2 separate regions of the Hordeum vulgare genome follow, and region 2 is linked to region 1. A link is a contact called in public Hi-C data. All regions are on one chromosome and are shown on one strand. The core of a region is the stretch at or near the end of the contact, and the rest is flanking DNA. Distances in the headings are between cores, read along the strand shown.

What was found. Hi-C and Micro-C count contacts between places; a contact is called where the count stands out from the background.
Region 2: a contact with region 1 is called in a Hi-C map of seedling, with 2.2 times the contacts expected there. The contact joins two enhancer-like sites. A contact is called at or near these places in 2 of 6 Hi-C or Micro-C datasets (leaf and seedling).

Annotation. Positions count from the first base shown.
Region 1 is chr3H:593,162,902-593,167,575 of MorexV3_pseudomolecules_assembly, reverse strand. No RefSeq gene overlaps it. Among protein-coding and RNA genes, the nearest start is that of LOC123445453, 190 kb to the left of the region's middle. Within about 2 kb of position 1,340, at least 3 of the 3 cell types and tissues checked have open chromatin away from gene starts, as enhancers often do. A contact at or near this core is called in leaf and seedling, where this site is marked.
Region 2 is chr3H:593,199,482-593,204,123 of MorexV3_pseudomolecules_assembly, reverse strand. No RefSeq gene overlaps it. Among protein-coding and RNA genes, the nearest start is that of LOC123445453, 150 kb to the left of the region's middle. Within about 2 kb of position 2,858, at least 3 of the 3 cell types and tissues checked have open chromatin away from gene starts, as enhancers often do. A contact at or near this core is called in leaf and seedling, where this site is marked.

The sequences.
Region 1 (4,674 bases), core at 91-2,590:
TCCACAACCGCGACCCTGATGCGAATGACTCAGAACTAGCCACACTAAGAGCTTTTTCGTCCGCAATCGCGTGCACCGCCGTCGTGTCTGCCTCGCGATCTCGTCAAACAGTTTATCACACTTCACTTCTTTCTCACAGAGCCATCATCGCCCGCATCACACTTCACTTCTTTCTCACAGAGCCATCATCGCCCGCATCGTATCTCACGCACTCAGCATGGACTTGTACGCCCCTTGCTCATCCACGATGTCCGGATTCACCACGGCCATGGCCACGGTGGCTTACTCGTTCGCCTGCTCGCCAGCTATCTTGCACTCTACGAGCCGGTGTTCCTCCAGGGCTGTAAGTTATACCGTTGGTCTTCTTGCAACATTAGAAACACAGAGACCGGCATCGATGCCTATCCTACCCGCTGCATCCTCATCATGACGCCCTTGAAATGTGCCCCGTTTGTGGCATGGCGAATGTGATGATAGTGATGGGGGCTTGCTCCTCGTCCGATGCCCTAACATGTCCACACACGTTTGTGAGGTTTCGGACGTCCGGATGTATCTCGGACGTTCTTAGCAGGTAAATTTTGTCCGAACAAGGCGGTACAGATGTCTAGTGAAGGTTCGAAGTACTCCAATTTGTTTTTTGTTGAATCACCAATGAAGTAAACCGGAAATGAAATGTGCAATAATATAAGAGCATCTTCAACAGGGGTCTAAAATATACCCCGCACGCTAAAATATTTGTTTTTTTTGCGTTTGATAGCTTCAACAGAGGTTGTAAAATTGTGTGCGCGTTAAATTTTTTTGGACACGCGTTGAAAAAAGCTACCCCGTGCACTATATTTAATGAGTCGGTTTGCGCGCGCAGCAAACTCTGAGCTGCTGGAGTGGGGTTGCTGGATTAGGCTTGATTGAGCGTCGCACTAGCGCGCATCTGTTGAAGATGTTTCGATCCCCGCGCTGTAGAAATGCTACAGTGTCACGCTAAAAAAAATATTGGACACGAAATTTTTGCGCTGCCGTTGAGATGCTTAAAAAAATGGTATAACAAAAAGAAACGAGTTTGACGATTCGGCTCGAGATAATCTCACACGACTGCACATGCCAGCAAGGAACAACCCACCGGGCAGCAAGTCTGGTTAGCAATCTCATACCTTGAAATTGATATAGGAAGGAAGAATCTCGATGTAGTAGATCCGGCGAGTCGAGATGTGTACGTCACGGAACACGATCTCACGACGCCACACCATGCATCATGCATGGCGTGTCGCGGAGACTGACGTGACGACTGCGCGGCGATGGAGCTAGAGCTCACCATCGGTCATCCTCGGTCGCATTCCCACTATAGCTATCTAGCATTAATAACTCGCAGCAACGCACCAGTATTTCACGTACGAAAGGGACCGATGGGAGGGCAACTAATTACCAAAAAAAACACATGTCGCAGCGACCGATTTTGGAGGTCGACGTCGACGTGACACGATCCAGCCGCCGCGTCGCCGTCGCCTGGAAAAACATCTGCGACGCATGCATCATTGCATCCAATCGATCAGATCGTGGCCGGGGCGGCCGTTGACGATGGACGTGAAACACACGCGTTGTGTAGCTGGACGGCTCCGGCCACACCACCCGGTGATCGGTTGGTCTAAACTAAATGATGACCTGGACGCCTGAGGAAAAGATAGAAAAGGCAGCAAGCCAGCGGCCATGCAACTTGCCAGCTGATGGTGGCGTGGAGTGCCGGAGCAAGCCAGCGGCGCGACGCGGCGGGTTGTGCTGAAAACGTGGTCCACGTGTATCACACCATGCCGCCAGCGCCGATCATCTGTTTTGAGCGATCTTGCATTATTTTGTTATATATACCACTGTTGATAGAGATTGTAGGTAGTACAGTCTTTTTTTACTAGTCTTTTTTTTAACTTTTTTAATACGTTACGATCAAAATTGCTTGCATACATAAACGAAACGTACATTGTTGAAAAACCCGAAGTAAATATAAAAAAATGCAAGCATCAATCTAAAGTCGAACACTTGAACTCACATGAATAGAAAATGCAACTGTCCTCGTAACCATTCAACCACATATTGGTTCGCTTGCCTAAAAATATGAAAAACATAAAAATATTTATCTTATCTAGTTTATTTGCTTGCTTGCTATCATGCCTAGTTCTTCTCTTGTTTCGTGTACTCTCGGGAATGAAGTGCTTAACTTTAAAAAGGGGAGAACAAAGTTTAAAAGATGATTGGCATAAGATTTGCAATGCTCAAAATAGCTTAACTCATAAGCAATCCCTCGACATCTTGCTTCGTAACTTTTATGTGGGTATTACTACTTGGCATAGATTTGTTCTTGACATTATTACCGGTAGTAATTTCTTAACGAGTCATACTTCGGATGGTTTCAAAGCCATGGAAAATTTACTCGGACACCACCTATCACTATCGATGAAACTACATTAACTTTGGAGCATGTTATGCAAAGGCAAGAGATTATTGAAGATAAAATGTCTACCAAAGAACACATTGAGGATATAGATAAAAAGGTTCACAATCATATTACTCAGTTTGGATCAAATGTAATAATTACTTTGAAAATACTAAAGGAGAAAGATACAATTATCACTGGGAATGTGGAGCAAGGTCTTGATATAATTGATAAAATGGAGGACGTCATTGATAAAATGGGTTCCACTTTTGTCACTCCCTCTAAAACTAATGCTAGCACCTCTCAAAGGAAAAATTCTAAAGTTATGTATGTCCTTAAGAATACTATATCACTCCTATTAAAAGAAACACAGATCTTAAAATGATTAGTGTCCATCCTAATTCATAAACATAATAAGGGATCCTAGTATTAGTCTTCCTTGCTTAATTCATATGAAGCATGGTTGTGTGGTTTAGGAGCTTGATAAGAAGGATGACAACACTTGATACTATGTATTATGCCTAGGTATGGACGTAAAACGATATCGTTTGTTGGGAGGCAACCCAATAGTCATCTTTCTTTTACTTTCTGTTATTTTGTGTTCACACGATTATTGCTACAACTAGTAGAAAACAGGGCTTTGGTTCGGGCCTGGCCAGCCCATTAGTCCCGGTTCTTCACGAACCGGGAACCATGGGGGGCATTAGTCCCGGTTCATGAGCCCAGGGGCCGACCGGGGCCTCGTGGCATTGGTCCCGGTTCGTCTGGACCCATTTGTCCCGGTTCTAGGCACGAACCGGGACCAATGGGCCGCGCTCCTGGCCCACATCCATTGGTACCGGTTCGTGCCTTGAACCGGTATAGAAGGGGGCGTTAGTCCCGGTTTATGCCATGAACCGGGACAAATAATTTGCCTATATATACACATCGCCGCGGCAGAGCACTCTGTTTTTTCTGGCCGGCGAGGGGAGGGCATTTGGGTGCTCTAGCTCACCTCCTATGCACATGAGGTGTTCGATGAAATGCCCGAGCCACACTAGTTAAGCTTTCTCCTCTCGAAGCTCGACCTCGGAGCTCTATTTTTCCCGAGATTTGTCTAGATTTAGCGGTCCGTCACGCCCCGTCCCCGTTTTCACCGCAATTGATCGCCCGCGTCGATCTCGTCGTCGGCACTACCGTGGTGAGCCTCTTGTTCTTATATTCTTTCTGATTTTCTTACTTTAGATAGAGACTTGGCTGATTTTCTTACTTTAGATAGGGACTTGTCTGATTTTCTTAATTTAGACAGATACTTGTCTGATTTTCTTACTTTTGACACACATAATTATATATAGTGCACACAGATGAACCGACAATGGATGTATGGTGACACACACACCTCCGAGTACATTAAGGGCGTGCATAATTTTCTCGAAGTGGCTGAGGCAAAAAGGAGAATGGTTTTATGTGTTGTCCATGCCCTAAATGTGGGAATACGAAGTCTTACTCTGACCGGAAAATCCTTCACACCCACCTGCTTTACAAGGGTTTCATGCCACACTATAATGTTTGGACGAGGCACGAAGAAATAGGGGTTATGATGGAAGACGACGAAGAAGAAGAGGACGATGACAACTATGTGCCCCCTGAATACCGTGATGCTGCAACGGGGGGAGCTGCTGAAGATCAAGAGGAACCAGACAATGTGCCCGATGATGCTGCAACGGGGGAAGCTACTGAAGATCAAGAGGAACCAGACGATGTGCCCGATGATGATGATCCCTGCCGGGTCATTGTCGATGCAAAGACGCAATGCGAAAGTCAAAAGAAGAAGCTGAAGTTCGATCGCATGTTAGACGATCACAAAAAGGGTTGTACCCCAACTGCGAAGATGGCAACACAAAGCTGGGTACCGTACTCGAATTGCTACAGTGGAAGGCAGATAATGTTGTGCCTGACAAAGGATTTGAGAAGCGACTGAAAATATTGAAGAAGAAGCTTCCAAAGGATAACGAATTGCCCGACAGTACATACACATCAAAGAAGGTCGTATGCCCTCTAGGATTGGAGGTGTAGATGATACATGCATGCCCTAATGACTGCATCCTCTACCGTGGTGCGTACAAGGATTTGAACGCATGCTCGGTATGCGATGCATTGCGGTATAAGATCAGACGAGATGACCCTGGTGATGTTGACGGCGAGCCCCGCACGAAGAGGGTTCCTGCGAAGGTGATGTGGTATGCTCCTATAATACCACGGTTGAAACGAATGTT
Region 2 (4,642 bases), core at 1,609-4,108, 35 kb before region 1:
CCCTGCCGTCTCCGACGACCCGAGCGCGGCGCACATCGGGAGCACTGTCACGAGCGTCGCCTCGTCCATCATCCTCCCAAGCGCCACCAGGCAGTCCCGGAACAGCTCGAGGCCGTGCCACAGAGCGACGGGTTCGCCGATGGCGGAGGAGGCTTGCTTGTGTGTGGTTGTGTGCGATCGGGAAACAGTGCGAGGTGGACGATGCGGTGGGTGGATGGATGACGTCCTATTTAATTTCTTTGACCCATTGACAGATTGACCGACTGCAATATTTGTCACATAAGTTAGTTGACCGGTCAACAGATTGTCACGTAGATCATTTGACTAGTCAATAGAGTGTAATATGGTGAGTCAGTGATCGTATAATCACCGCTTCAGGTATATAATGACCGTAATGAGCTTATTCCGAAATTGAGTAACTGTATCTTGGTTTCGCTTCAAATACAATGACCGTTAGGCCTTGTTTGGTACTAGGGTTTTTGAGAAGATTGATGGGGATAATCCCCACAGGGATTGGGTAAAACCCCAACCTTCACCCAATTTCTTCAAATTCTCATTTATCCCCAATCCAATAGGTAGGGATAGTGTATTGTGTATTGAGAAAAATACACTAGAATTTGAGGATTTGTGAGGAAATGTGTAGATGAAACATGTCAAATACACTAGAACCAAATGGTGATATGTGATATGTGGGAATTTAAGGGTTTGACCGGGATAATCCCCACTAAATCCCTAAAATACACGAGTACCAAAGAAGGCCTTAGTGTATTTATTTCATGTGTATTTAAATGGACCGGGGAGCATCATCGTGCTGTCGAAAATGAATATAGAGAGGAAGAGTTAATTTCCGGAACTAAACCCCGTAGGGCGCCCACACTAGTACAGTCCTAAATATAAATAGACCAATCGGGAGTCAATATGGTCACTTAACTCTTCCATCAACTGTACTCCAAATCAGGACACATGTGCATTTTGTCAGTAGTATCGCTAATACTCAGCGGTGATGCGTGTTTTTTTTACTATGCTGCCGGTGTATCTGCATCTTCTAGTATTTTTCTCCATGTGAGACGCTAACGAAAGTTAGATCTGTGGGGACCACGTCCCGAAATTGCTCACTGTACTAGTACTTGTACAAGCAACCGCCAGGGGCAGGACGGGTATTTGATGGAGTGGCAAGGCTCTTGGACGAAATGGAATGAGGCTGTGGGCCAGTGCATGGTAAAGTGTGTGAGAGTGAGATGGAGAGCAGGACCGCACGGCAAGCTACAGCGAACTTCTGGGCATGACCCAAAACCGAGGCCAGCTGGAGGAGCCGCGCGTGAGACCGGTCCATGGACCGAGCGCGAGCAAAAACCAGCCTTCTACGTACGTACGTGGTTTTTCATGCAAGATTTCAACTGAAAAACGCCTTGGTCAAACTGCTGTCAGATTGCTTGGTTGCGCACTTGCAGTGGAAATAAGCACCGATGGATTCCGGTAACGATGGTCTTCGGCCAGACAGCAGAGCGACCAGGGGGTGGACTTTTCACAGGACAAGTCCATGGACCGTGTCCAGGGCGTCCGGACATGCGAGGAGAGCGGCGACGGGAGCTGCGTCCCGGCCGTACCCCAGTCCCAGCTGGCTTCCGCTCATTCCCAGCTGGCCTCCCTCCCTGCGCTCAGCTCTGCCGGCCTGCGCCTTTTTCTTTTCTTTTCTTTATTGCTCGCGGACTAATAAAATACATTACGTGTAATAAAAACCGAGGCCCGAAATGTGGCCCATCCGCGCCACGCGCTGCCAGCCCTCCTCGAGATGCCGCTTCCCTCCACGTACGCATGCATGCAGGGGCCCACACCACACCCTTCCCGCCAGTCCAGTTGCTACACCTCCCCACCAACAATCATGCACGCTCGCTCGTGCACAAATTAATGTTTTGCCCTGCATATAATTATTCTTTGAATAAAATCCGCTTTATATTAAATAAAAGGATCATGCAGCTGCTGCACGGATTGTATTTTATGTGTTAATGATGATTATGATTTTTCCTGCATGCTTTTAAAGGCCTGGTTTCTTAAAATGTGCCACTTGTTAAAAATAAGAAGAAGAAATATTCCAGACCAATACATGAGCCTGCTGACATTGCCCAAAACAAGGTAAGCATATATAAAATGGTACCAGCCAAAATACTTGATCAACAACTCTCTCTATATGTATGTACACGACCTCTCTTCTAGTGGCGGTGGTTCACTTGACACATACATTATGCAAGTGTGCCGGTTTTGTATCGGGAAATAGCTGTGATCTGCATGCACGCCGCGCATAGATACAAGAGTGACTTTACAGCGTGTGTGTGCCTAATCATGAGGTAGGATACAATATACACCACCATCTAGTGTTCTCCTCTCATTCATCTGTTATTAGCAGTGCATTTCTTTTGTTATTAATTACGTCCAACTAAATCTGATGGTGGAGGAGTCTTGCCAATCATCATATGAAAGGGAGTAGAATACCCCGGTGGTCCACGGCATATATATATATGTATGCGATTTTATTTCTGGCAGCAAAGCTAGCTCGCAACCAGGTGAACCTAGCCCTACCTTGCATGACTTTTCATGGGTGGTGTAGATTATGTAGAGTTTCCAGCGTCCGAATATGGCCCAAAGCCCTTCTGATTGCTTCGCTAGGCTTGCTACTACATGCACCCACCACCAGCCTCGTGGGTATATAGAGTATTTTTCGCGGTGGGCAGTGTGTTTTGAAGGGAGCGAGACCCATGCACCCACCACCACCCTCGTGCTCGCGCCAAGCCCACGGCGGCCCACCCCCCGAGCCGGGGCCCGGGGCTCGAGTGGAGCGAGCACACTGGGAGGGAGCGCACTGTAACCCGTGCCTGGCAGCGGGTTCGGACCGCTCGATGGCCATCGGACGGCGCGCGGAGTGGCTGGCTGGTCAGGCCCGTGAGCTGGCGCACGTGAAAGGGGTGGTGGCGGAGCGAGCGTGGCAGACGAGGCTGATTTCTCAGTTCGTGCTTAGCTGGCGTAGCTGTACCACGTAGGCCCCACAGTGCAGCTGTAGCCGGGCAACCAGCTCGGCGGCATGTGACGGCTTGATTTCGGCACGGGGGCGAATATGGTGGGGCCGAGTGCGCCGCGACGAGGACGGCTGTGCCGCCGGGCCCGCCGACCGCCGTTTTACTCGCCGGCCGGTCGCGGCGTTGTTGCTCTGCCCGAGTGTGATTGTATCTGCATGGGTGGCTGAGCGGGAGCGACCGCGGCGAAAAGAGCTTTTCCCTTGCTCTCTTTCGGCTGCAGGCCACCTTGTCATGTTCGGAGGTGTCTCCTGCAAACGTGCTGTTTTCCAGGAAGCCAGGCATGCATGCAGATGCAGCGTGGCCACTGTAGCCGGATCCACCGTGGCAAACTAACCGTTTGGCTGGAGGGCAACCGATCCAGCACCGGTCGACACGTCCGTCCTCGTCCTCGATAGCTGCGCCGTGTACCTCGAACGTCTCGAAGCCGTGCGCCAGCTGGTACGTTTTGGTTCTGGAGAGCAGTGCGTGTCCTAGCTGGAAACAGAGGGAGGGAGGAGCGCTGAACAAACAAGACAGATTCCGCGGCCACGTCGACTGGAGCCGATTGAAAAGACCGGCCGGAGGTAGTGTGGCGTACCATGTTTCATAAGAACTACAAGTGGAAAGCACAAAGCGGACGGTGAAACATTTTAAGGATCGACAGAAGTGTAGTGGAGGTGCAGGTGAGCTGGCTCGCGGCTGGAGTGCAGAGGGCATGGTTAAAACATGGTTTTGTTTTGCTTCCATGGTTTGGTTTGGGGTTTAGGACAGGGCAGCAGCTCGTAGCGTACAGGCCAGCTGTTGTGTTTGCTTGTCCCGGGCCAGCCACCGCCCTCCATTTTTTTAACATCATGTAAACACAAAAATGCACGCGCATCATATTCCTATGAACAGTTTTGAGAGACTAAATCGGCATGTTATTTTAAAATTTATGAAATCATCGTAGGCTCCTCGTCGTAGACGGAAACGTCTCCTTCCATTGAATAGTTATCGTTGAAAATACCAAATAAATCCGAAAATAAATGCGACCACGAGAACTTGAACCCTGATGGGATGGCGATAACACATTCGTCGACTTTATAACCGTGTCATGCCATGGCTGCCATATCGATCCATCTACCCGTCCTCATGTGTAGCCTGGCTATGGCCAACTTGAATATCTGGACCAGACCTGGCCTAATCGTCCCATAGGGCCGGGCTCGGGCTTGAAAATTGAGCCCGGTAGTCGGGCGGGACGGGCTTGGGCTTAAGAAAAATGTGAATTTAGCCGCAGTCTGGCTGGATCGGTCGGGCTATGTCAGGCTCAGACCCAAAGCCCGACTAATTAGGTGTGAGCCTGACAGTCGGGCCGGTTCTGGGTTTTCAATATCAGCCTTTTTTCGGTCCATTCCGGTCTGACATATGCGGCGGTATAGCCAGCTCGGCCTTCGATGCTCTGCTACTATCACGTCGCCTTGTGCCCGCTCGACGCTCCTCTGCTACTATGACACCGCCTCATGCCCGCTCGACCCAAAAAAGATTGGGCGACGGGGATGGGGGTGAGGACAGCAGGGGGGGGGGGGGGAGGGGGCGAACTCGATTTTTACTCCGCA